2 separate regions of the Macaca fascicularis genome follow, and region 2 is linked to region 1. The links are chromatin contacts, called in public Hi-C maps. All regions are on one chromosome and are shown on one strand. The core of a region is the stretch at or near the end of the contact, and the rest is flanking DNA. Distances in the headings are between cores, read along the strand shown. Region 1 holds the start of POP4 (POP4 homolog, ribonuclease P/MRP subunit). Region 2 overlaps C19H19orf12 (chromosome 19 C19orf12 homolog).

Region 1 (4,884 bases), core at 1,371-3,870:
TAGTGGAAATGATAAAAGGTTAAGAAAAGCCTCATTTTACCAAACTTGACTTTGGCACAACAGAAAAGGAGGCCGGCAAGTGGGAACAGGTCATCAGAACTACAGACTTTGATCCAGCCTTAGATGTCTGCCAGAAAAATGAGGAGTACAATGTGGGTAACGACATCTCAACCAGTGACAGGGGCTCAGAAGCTACTGAGCCATCTTTGCCATCACCTCTGTTGCTCCTGGACCTCCTGCCAAGAACTGACCTGGACATCAGAGTCTTTCGCCTCTTTCTGAGACAATGCATGATAGATCACACCTAGAGGATTAAAAACAAGAAAGGATCAATTCTTGTTGGGTATGGCTGTAAGACCCAAGACTTCTCTAACTATGAAAATAATTACACCGCTGGATGCATGGCTCACACCTGTAGTCCTAGCACTTTGGGAGGCCAAGGCGGGTGGATCACCCAAGGTCAGGAGTTCGAGACCAGCTTGGCCAACGTGGTGAAACCCCGTCTCTACTAAAAATACAAAAATTAGCCGGAGGTGGTGGCTCACACCTGTATTCCCAGCTACATGGGAGACTGAGGCAAAAGAATCGCTGGAACCTGGGAGGTGGAGGCTGCAATGAGCCGAGATCGTGCCATTGCACTCTAGCCTGGGTGACAGAGACTCTGTCTCCAAAAAAAAAAAGTAAAAGAACTACACTTATAACATATGCTTATTCATATTCAGAGATAGGAGATCAGGTTGGTAAGAAGAGCAAAGCTTTCTTGGATGCCTCTTATCCCACCCTCTGGCCACATCTATGCTAGAAGTTTCAAGCTCATGGTTTAAAAAGAGTGCTTCTCAAAATTTAACGTGTGGAAAAATCTCTGGGATCTTATTAAAATGCAGATTATTGGTCTCCTACCCTAGATCCTGAGTGTCTAACATATTCCCAGATGCTACTGCAGGTCAGGGGATCACATTTTGAGTTGCACTGGTTTAAAGTATCCCAAGTTAGAAGCCCGAGCCCTTGCTAACGAGGTAACTCATTTAAAAGTTATATGATATAGCTGTCTAGGATGTAGATGGTTAGAAATAGGTTTTGTTAACTGTAAGATGTTTAAAAAGATTCTTCACATTTTAATATGAAATTATAATGTATCATATAATCAAGGGTGTCCTGAACTGATGAAATACAACAGTTCTTCCTTTAAACTCAAAATATACATCAGTCAATAAAGTTTCAACCTCTAAAACAAATTCCACACTTCTGTTTCTTAATTTATTGAAAGAAGAAAACCATGGCACTGGGGACACAGTACAGGTGTGAATGGAGTAAGAATGGGACTACTAAGGCCTGGTTTATGAGCTAAATAGCTAGAAAATGTAATTTACACTATACTCTGTAAATTTAATTCCAGCTTTCTTGTACTTCCCTGAGAATGTCTGATGCAAGGTGGTTACAAGTTTTTTTTCGTTCTTGTTTGTTTTGATATTGGGTCTTTCTCTGTTGCCCAGGCTGGAGTGCAGTGGCACAATCATAGCTCACTGCAACTTCGACCTCCTGGTTTCAAGTGATCCTCCCACCTCAGTCTCCTGAGTAGCTGGGACCACAGGTGTGTGCCACCACACCTGGCTTTTTTTTTTTTTTTCTTTCCAGGTTTTGTAGAGATGGGGTCTCACTATGTTGCTGCCCAAGCTGGTCTTCAACTCTTGACCTCAAGTGATCTCCCTGCCTCAGCCTCCCAAAGGACTATAGTTGTGTCCCACCACACCCAGCCAGGTATGTTTGTTTGATCAAGCAAACCAATGTGGCTGCAAGTTTTATATACAGCATCTAGTTCTCCCTCAAGCGGAAGTTGGGGATTATAAACTGTAGAGAGCAACTTGAGGGGCCTGATAACTTTGCTTCACCTGTTACAGGTGCTTAGTAACAGACTTGGAAGTCTTTCTGCAACAATACACATCTAACAATTACTGAACACTCATTACTCGCCAGAAACCTCATTAAAAGGTAGACATATTTTTTCCCATCACACTTGTGCCCATGAGCAAATTGAAGCTCCGACATGCTGAGACAATCTACTTGATCATATAGGTACAAAGTGGCAGAGGTGAAAAATCAAAATTCTGATCGAAGGCCCAGTCTTAACGGTGACTACACGTCCCTCCTTGGCACATGTCTTCTACCCCTAAGTCCCAAAGCTCTGGGTTAGTGATATCATTCCCCAGCAGCTCTCGGCGCGTTGCATCAGATAAGAGTGCGAAACCAGCTCGCAGAAAGGAGCAGGGTCTTGACTGCGGTCACCCCGGGAGGTAGTGGCCAAGTTGGGCCAAGGCCTGGAACCCTCCTCTAGCATCGCACACCACTGAGCAGCCCCCGGGAGAACCTGACTCCAGCCCCGACATCCCTCCCTAGCTCAGAGGTCGAGCCAGGCTAACCCGTGTTCCAGCCCTCAGTTTTTATGTAGGGTGGGCCCATTCCTGTAGCGGTTCTTTAGAACTCCGCAGCGACAGGCAGCCCGGACCCATTTCACCCACCAGCACCAGGACCCCGACCCTTAACATCCCCAACCCTCTCTAACTTCGCGGCCCCGCTTACTCTTCATTCTCGGACCGCTTCCGGCGCGCTCTGATGACGCACTGGCAGTTGCTGTCGCAGACTCTCGGATATCGGAGATGGCGCTGTGCGTGACATCACCGACACTCGCCCACCTCGGGGGCGCATGCGCTTGGATAGGGATTGGGCGACTGAGAGCGTCTTAGCGGGTGTCGGGGAGCAGTGGGGAGGCGTGAGTCGCTTCTTGGGGCCTTTTCCGCTTGCATCTTTTTGCGGGACAGTCAGTAGGGTTGGGGTAAAGGCATGTGGAATGCTTTTGAAGGTCCAGAGCGGAGTGAGGCGAGGCGACTTGGAGATGACTGGAAGGTTGGGGACTTGGGAGGGCGGAAATGGGACTGGGACGGTGGGATGACGTCTTTGTCGTCCCTAATCAGCGCTCTTACGGATGAGCCGCGGCAGCTTCCGCTGTGGGCACGGGCACCGAAGCTGGGACAGCAGGCTTAGGTTCTAGTGCCGTGTCTGCTGCTGACTAGCTGTTTAACCTCGCTTAGGGCACTTCCCATCTCTTAAGCCTCACTTGCAGTCTGTGCTGTGAATGGGGTCGGCCGCACAGGTGATGATGCGCCTCCTGGGTCCCTTTGATGGTTTCAAGACGCTTTCTTGAGACTCAGAATATTAGTTTTTATCAATAAAAAAATCATAGCAATAAGATCAAAGGTGGCTCACACCGTGGGAGGCGCAGGCGGGAGGAGCTCTTGAACCCAGGAGTTCGAGCCTGGGCAACATCGGGAGTCCCCCATCTCTACAAAACATTTTAAAAAAGGTTATCCAGGCGTGGTGGCTCGTGCCTGTAGTCCCAACTACTCGGGTATCTGAGATGGGAGGATCACTTGAGCCCAAGAAGTTCAGGGCTACAGTGAGCCTGGATCATGCCACTCCAGCCTGGGCAACAGAGTGAGACCCTGTCTCCAATAAATAAATAAATAAATAAAAAAGATACCCCATTGCTCAGTGGAAAGGTGCAGGAGGGCCTGGTGCAGACTTCTCAGGAGTGACCCAGTGCTGGGCAGAACCGTGGTGCCCCAATTTCTGCTGAGCACTGGGCCTGTGCTGGGTGGGAGAGAAAAGCAAAATTGGTCCCTGTGTGGTTCTCAACTTTGAGTACAGTATACATTTCTTTACAGGGGATTCTGGGAGTATGTCCAAGGGTTTGAGTTTGAGAAACATTGGCTTACAGTTTCTTTGGTGGTTACCTTGTACCATTTTGATTTTAAACATGAGACTGCAGGCACTGAAATTCGTTCATCCCAGTGACCCCCAGCGCATTGACTTTGTATATATAAAATTTACATATTAGTTTTTGCATATGTAATACACTTATGCATTTATTTTATATGTATAAAATTGAGAAATACAACATTTAAACCAAAACATGCTGCCTTTGCAGATGTCTGAAAATTGTAATTTGTGGGACCGATAACGTGAACTACCAAATGAGAACTTTTATTATTTTAAAAATTAACAAGTAAGAATTGTATGTATTTATGGTATGCAGTATGTTTTGAAATGTGTATACATTGTGTAGTGGCTAAATGAGCTAAGAGCAATGCTAATACACATTTTGTGATGATAACACTTCAAACCTACTCTCAGTGAAATTCAGGTTATAAACTGTAATTCACTGTTATTAACTGTAGTCACCATGTTATACAATAGAGCCCTTCACAGATGTGAACTTTAAAATCGAATGAGACAGCAGAAGGTGTTAGCCAATTTCAGAGCTGTATATTCAAGGGGGGGCTTATTTGGGCAAGACCTCTGTGATTATGGATGAATGAGAAGACCTCTGTCTTTGAAAGTTTTTTTCTGGGGTTATTAGGACTCTTAACTTCCAGTTGATTCCTTCTGAGATCCCTGGGTAACTGCCAGTCTCCCCTAGAATTCCCTGATGATGGTGAGGTGGGTTGTCCTTGAGTGGCAATTACTCCATAGTTCCTTCATCACTAAATTTTTTTTTTTGAGACCGAGTCTTGCTCTCATCCAGGCTGGAGTGCAATGGCATGATCTCGGCTCACTGCAACCTCCGCCTCCTGGGTTGAAGTGATTCTCGTGCCTCAGCCTCCTGAGTAGCTGGGATTACAGGCACACGCCACCATGCCCAGCTAATTTTTGTATTTTAAGTAGAGACGAGGTTTTACCATGTTGGTCAGGTTGGTCTCGAACTCCTGACCTCATGATCTACCTGCCTTGGCCTCCCAAAGTGCTGGGATTACAGGGGTGAGCCACCGCGCCCGGCCTAAATATTTTTTAAAAAGCAAACAAACCACTTGATTATTCTCAGAAAATAAT
Region 2 (4,884 bases), core at 1,708-4,207, 110 kb before region 1:
CAAACTGCAGAAAACCTGTTGTGGGAGTGGTGTCCAGGCACTGACCTGGAAGCCGGTCTTGCAGACCAAGCATGGCAGGGCTCAGGGTCTTCACACCCTGGGAAAGGGAGGTTCCTTGCAGCCTCCAAAGGGGCCTTCCCTTTTTCCAATATAATTGACAGATGAAAAGCTGGATATAAACCAGAACTAAGCTCAAAGGTGATTAGATGTTTTACACCAGGATTTTGAGCTTTTTGTAAGATTTTACTGTAAAATTATTTTCTTTGGTTACCTTAATATGTACTTGAAATATATCTCATTTTGTGCTGGACGTGGTGGCTCAACGCCTGTAATCCTAGCACTTTGAGAGGCCAAGGCAGGCAGATCACCTGAGGTCAGGAGTTCTAGACCAGCCTGGCCAACATGGTGAAACCCCATCTCTACTAAAAATACAAAAATTAGCTAGGTGTGGTGGTGCATGTCTGTAATCCCAGCTATTCGGGAGGCTGAGGCAGGAGAATCGCTTGAACCTGGGAGGTGGAGGCTGCAGTGAGCCAAGATCGTGCCACTACACTGCAGCCTAGGTGACCTAGGTGATGGAGCAGGCTCTGTCTCAAAAAAAAAAAAAAAAAAAAAAATCTTTGTCAATATCTCTATCTATCTATGTCATTCTGTTTCAGGACCATGGTGACTGGATAAATCAGGTTCTGCCTTCTGTCTCCGCATTTCCGAGTGGCTTCTGCCTGTTCAGTCGGGACGCTGTTATAATGCCATTTTATCGTTTAGACATTTGTGTGTAAACAAATCTTGACACTGGAATAGTGGAAGGGGGTTCTCTTCTGGGGAGAAGGAGGAGGCATTTGACCTGTCAGCAAGCAAAGGAGCTGGGCAGGACCTGGAAACCAGGAGACCAGGTTTTGGGAGACCCAGAGCACAGGGTAGTCAGAGCAGGGACCCACAGGCCTGAGTGCTCCTCCAGTCCCTTATATGAGCAGGGCTTACAAGGCCTGCCCTCCCACTGCGTCTTATACTTCATGGGGCCAAAAAGACATATCTAGGGGTGCTTGTTTGCAGTTTCTGAATTGGAAGACTGAGTAACGAATGTCAGAGTCCTGGGATTTGCCCTCTTGGGGTCTTGCTGCCCACAGTGAGATCAGAGGAGCACTCTGGGGGCTTGTTGGACATGCAGAATCTTACCCTCCCATACTGGCTGCATCTAACAAGGTTTTCCGTGATTCCTGTGCACTTGTGGAGAACAGGTCTAATGTGTACCAAAAGGGGAAAAAGAAGGGAAATGGACAGGGGCAGGAGCGCAGGATGCTCTCCTGGGACTGCAGAGAAGTTCTGAGAACCTGACTTTGTGGTCTTCTCATGGATTCATGGGTTTGTTCTCTGGGCTCAAAATTATATCCTAGGATTGGGAGAGCAATTGTACAGTAGGGACTCCTGCTTCTGGATCTTCCTTGGGTCAGAAAAGCACACATGTCTGGGTGTGGTGGCCCATGCCTGTAATCCCAGCACTCTGGGAGGCTGAGGCAGGAAGATTGCTTGAGCTCAGGAAGTCAAGACCAGGCCGGGCAATACTGCGAGACCCTGTCTGTATGAAAACAAAAAATTAACTGAGCGTGGTGTTGCATGCCTTTAGCCCCCGCTACTCAGGAGACTGAGGTGGGAGGATCACTGTAGCCCAAGAGTTCAAGGCTGCAGTGAGCCATGATCGCACCACTGCACACCAGCTTGGTCAACAAGAGATACTGTCTCTGAAAAAACAAACAAACAAACAAACAAAAAACCCTCATATAACATATAACCCAAAGATATTAAGGTCAAATGTAGTGGCTCACGCCTGTAATCCTAACACTTTGAGAGGCTAAGGCAGGATCCCTTAAGCCCAGGAGTTCAAGACCAGCCTGGGCAACATAGTAGGCATTTCTACTAAGAATAAAAATAAAATTAGCTGGGCGTGGTGATTGCACACCTGTAGTCCCATCTACTCAGGAGGCTGAGGTGGGAGGATCGCTTGAGCCCAAGAGGTCAAAGCTGCAGTGAGTTGTGATTGTGCCACTGCACTCCAGCCTGGGCAACAAAGCAAGACCCCATCTCAAAAAACAAAAAAAGATAATAAACAATAGAATCTATCCATAACTTCCTCAGTCGAGTTGCTGTAGCACCTGTTTCAATATTTCCACCTAGAATGAAATGGGAAGTGCCGGTGAGAAAGGGAAGTACTGCTGGAGCGTTGGGCTCAGCCAGAGCTCTGAGGAGATCCCCCAACTCGTGGCCCCTTTGATTTTCTCAGCCCTTGGGCTCTCTAGAGCCCATCCCTCCCTGCTCTGGCTCCAGCGTGGCACACGTTTTCCCTACCCTGGAGGATTGTGCTAAAGGTCATTGTGCCGAAGGTCCACTTGCCCGTCCATGTTTCTGTCCATACATATCGCAAAGCCTGGGAATGCTTTCATGTATTTTATTCTGCAGTTGCTTTGTCTCCCTGCTTTGTCTTGTCCCTGCTTTTAGTGTCCCATGGGTACAACTGTGTTGACTTTTAAGAGCAGTTGCTTAAGGCAGCCCAGTGTGTGCGTTAGTAACTGTTCGTTCAGAGCCATGCTGGGTCGGGAGCCTGCAGGCTTCCAGACTTATGCCAGGCGCTTCCTGCCCATCCTGCTGGCACCATCTGAGAGTCCAGCCTGCAGGGACTGTCTCGGTCTTAGAAGGAAGGTATCTGATCCTCTGCTCAGGGCCCACCGGAGGTGAGTGCCCGTGTAGTCACAGAGTCCCATCCCTTCCCCGGCTCTGGCTTGGCCTCAGCTCAGATGCCTCATGCCAGGATTTCCCAGTCTCTGCTGGACTTTGTGTGCAGGGCATTCCCCGGGCCAGTGCAAAGGCCACTGATGCCAGAAGGGTCAGACCACCTCCCTCGTGATGAACCAGCAGAACATGTGGCCGGGTTGCTCCTTAATCTGTTCTAAGTCAGAAGTTAATCAGAGGGCAAAGAAGACCTTTCACCCACTCAGCCGCTGCTGTTTGCTTATTCACTAACTGCCGCCTGCCCTGTCTGTGGGAACTTTCCACCGTCTGGATGCTGTCTCATACAGGCGCTTGGAGCTGCTGTGCTCTCCTGAAAAGGGGGACCCTTCCTTACAACTCTAGGAACTAGAGTGGCATTAATACTCTTACGCTCATTAAAACTGTCCCTCTGAACTTCTCCCTTGAAGGCCCGCCACGATGACCATCATGGTGGAGGACATCATGAAGCTGCTGTGCTCCCTTTCTGGGGAGAGGAAGATGAAGGCGGCTGTCAAACACTCTGGGAAGGGTGCCCTGGTCACAGGGGCCGTGGCCTTCGTCGGGGGTTTGGTGGGCGGCCCGCCGGGACTCGCTGTTGGTAAGTGCAGGTGTCTCACAGAGACTGCCAGCCTCGGGGATGTCATAAAAGGGCCGTTGAAACACAGGGAGAAGGCCAGGTGCGGTGGCTCACACCTGTAATCCCAGGACTTTGGGAGGCGGAGGCGGGTGGATCACCTGAGGTCAGGAGTTCGAGACCAGCCTGGCCAACATGGTGAAACGCTGTCTCTACTAAAAATACAAAAAATAGCTGGGCGTGGTGGCGCATGCCTATAATCCCAGCTACTCGGGAGGCTGAGGCAGGAGAATCGCTTAAACCCGGGAGGCAAAAGTTGCGGTGAACCAAGATCGTGCCATTGCACTCCAGCCTGGGCGACAGAACGAGATTCCATCTCAGAAAAGGAAAAAAGAAAATAAACACAGGGAGAAATGAACTCGTACGAGTGGTGGCATGCATCTCGTGGGAGGAGTTGGTGGAGCTAAGTTTGCCTCTGAGAAATGTTCTTTGCAGATATAATTCGTCCGTTGGAAATGCAAGCTTCTGTGTGAATGTCTCAGAAGTGTGGGGCACTCTTGAAAATGGCATCTGTGTCATTTGGGCCTAGAGGCACCTTTTCCCCAGTGCTAGGATCCCCGAATAAGAGCAGCAGGCCTCTGAAGATCCCAGGGTGTCCTGGGTCCCATGGTGGCCTCCCTCACCCTGATCATGACTGCAAGGTCCCTGCAGAAAGGAAACCGGGGAGGAGGCTGGGAGGGGCCATGCACCTTCTTAGCACATGCGGTGTGGCCATTTCATGTGAGCGGGCTCGTTCTGAGAGAGCTCCCCTGTTCTGAAAGAGACTACCCAAAGAACGGCCTTTCACCCCTAGAGGGCCTGCCCACCTCTACCACCTGCTTTTTTTCTTTCTTTTTTGAGACGGAGTCTCACTCTGTCGCCCAGACTGGAGTGCAGTGGCATGATCTCGGCTCACTGCAACCTCTGCCTCGCGGGTTCAAGTGATTCTCCTGCCTCAGCCTCTTGAGTAGCTGGGACTACAGGTGTGCGCCACCACACCCAGCTAATTTTTGTATTTTTAGTAGAGACGGGGTTTTGCCCTGTTGGCCAGGCTGGTCTCAAACTCCTGGCCACAAATGATCCACCCGCCTTGGCCTCCCAAAGTGCTAGGATTACAGGCATGAGCCACTGTGCCTGGCCATTTACCACCTGCTTTTATTTGAAAATCAATTTCTGGCAATGAATGAAAGTTTGGCTCATTTTTCCACTGTTCCTTGCAGCTAGGATGAAGTGACTTTCTTTGGCTTGGGGAAGGAAGAATTCCTGTGTCCTGAGCCTCAGAAGGTCTACCTGCCCTGGGGCTGTGGCTCAAACCATAGATGGAGTCAGAGAGCTGACCCTCCTTCAGACCTGAGCTGGGCAGTGGCCAAGCGAGGCCTCCTGGGGGCTTCTAGGTGGCTTCAGGGACCTGCTTCTGTTTAACAGGGATTCTTATGATGACTGCATTTGTCACATCGGGCATGGCAGATATGTGCCACGTGCCTGCTCTGTGCTGGCCAGCCTGAGCT

The links. A called contact is a pair of places that touch in the nucleus more often than the background predicts.
Region 2: a Hi-C map of liver shows a contact between it and region 1, with 3 times the contacts expected there. The contact joins the enhancer-like site here to the promoter of POP4 in region 1. A contact is called at or near these places in 2 of 2 Hi-C or Micro-C datasets (liver and skeletal muscle).

Annotation. Positions count from the first base shown.
Region 1 is chr19:36,859,084-36,863,967 of T2T-MFA8v1.1, reverse strand. POP4 (POP4 homolog, ribonuclease P/MRP subunit) reads right to left here and starts at 2,620. Exons shown (of 7, transcript XM_065536271.2): 1 at 2,578-2,620; 2 at 217-304.
Region 2 is chr19:36,966,169-36,971,052 of T2T-MFA8v1.1, reverse strand. C19H19orf12 (chromosome 19 C19orf12 homolog) reads left to right here. Exons shown (of 4, transcript XM_074023093.1): 3 at 3,192-3,361. The coding sequence starts at 3,202. Among named protein-coding and RNA genes, the nearest start is that of C19H19orf12, 15 kb to the left of the region's middle. Within about 2 kb of position 2,957, at least 1 of the 6 cell types and tissues checked has an H3K27ac peak or open chromatin away from gene starts, as enhancers often do. A contact at or near this core is called in liver, where this site is marked.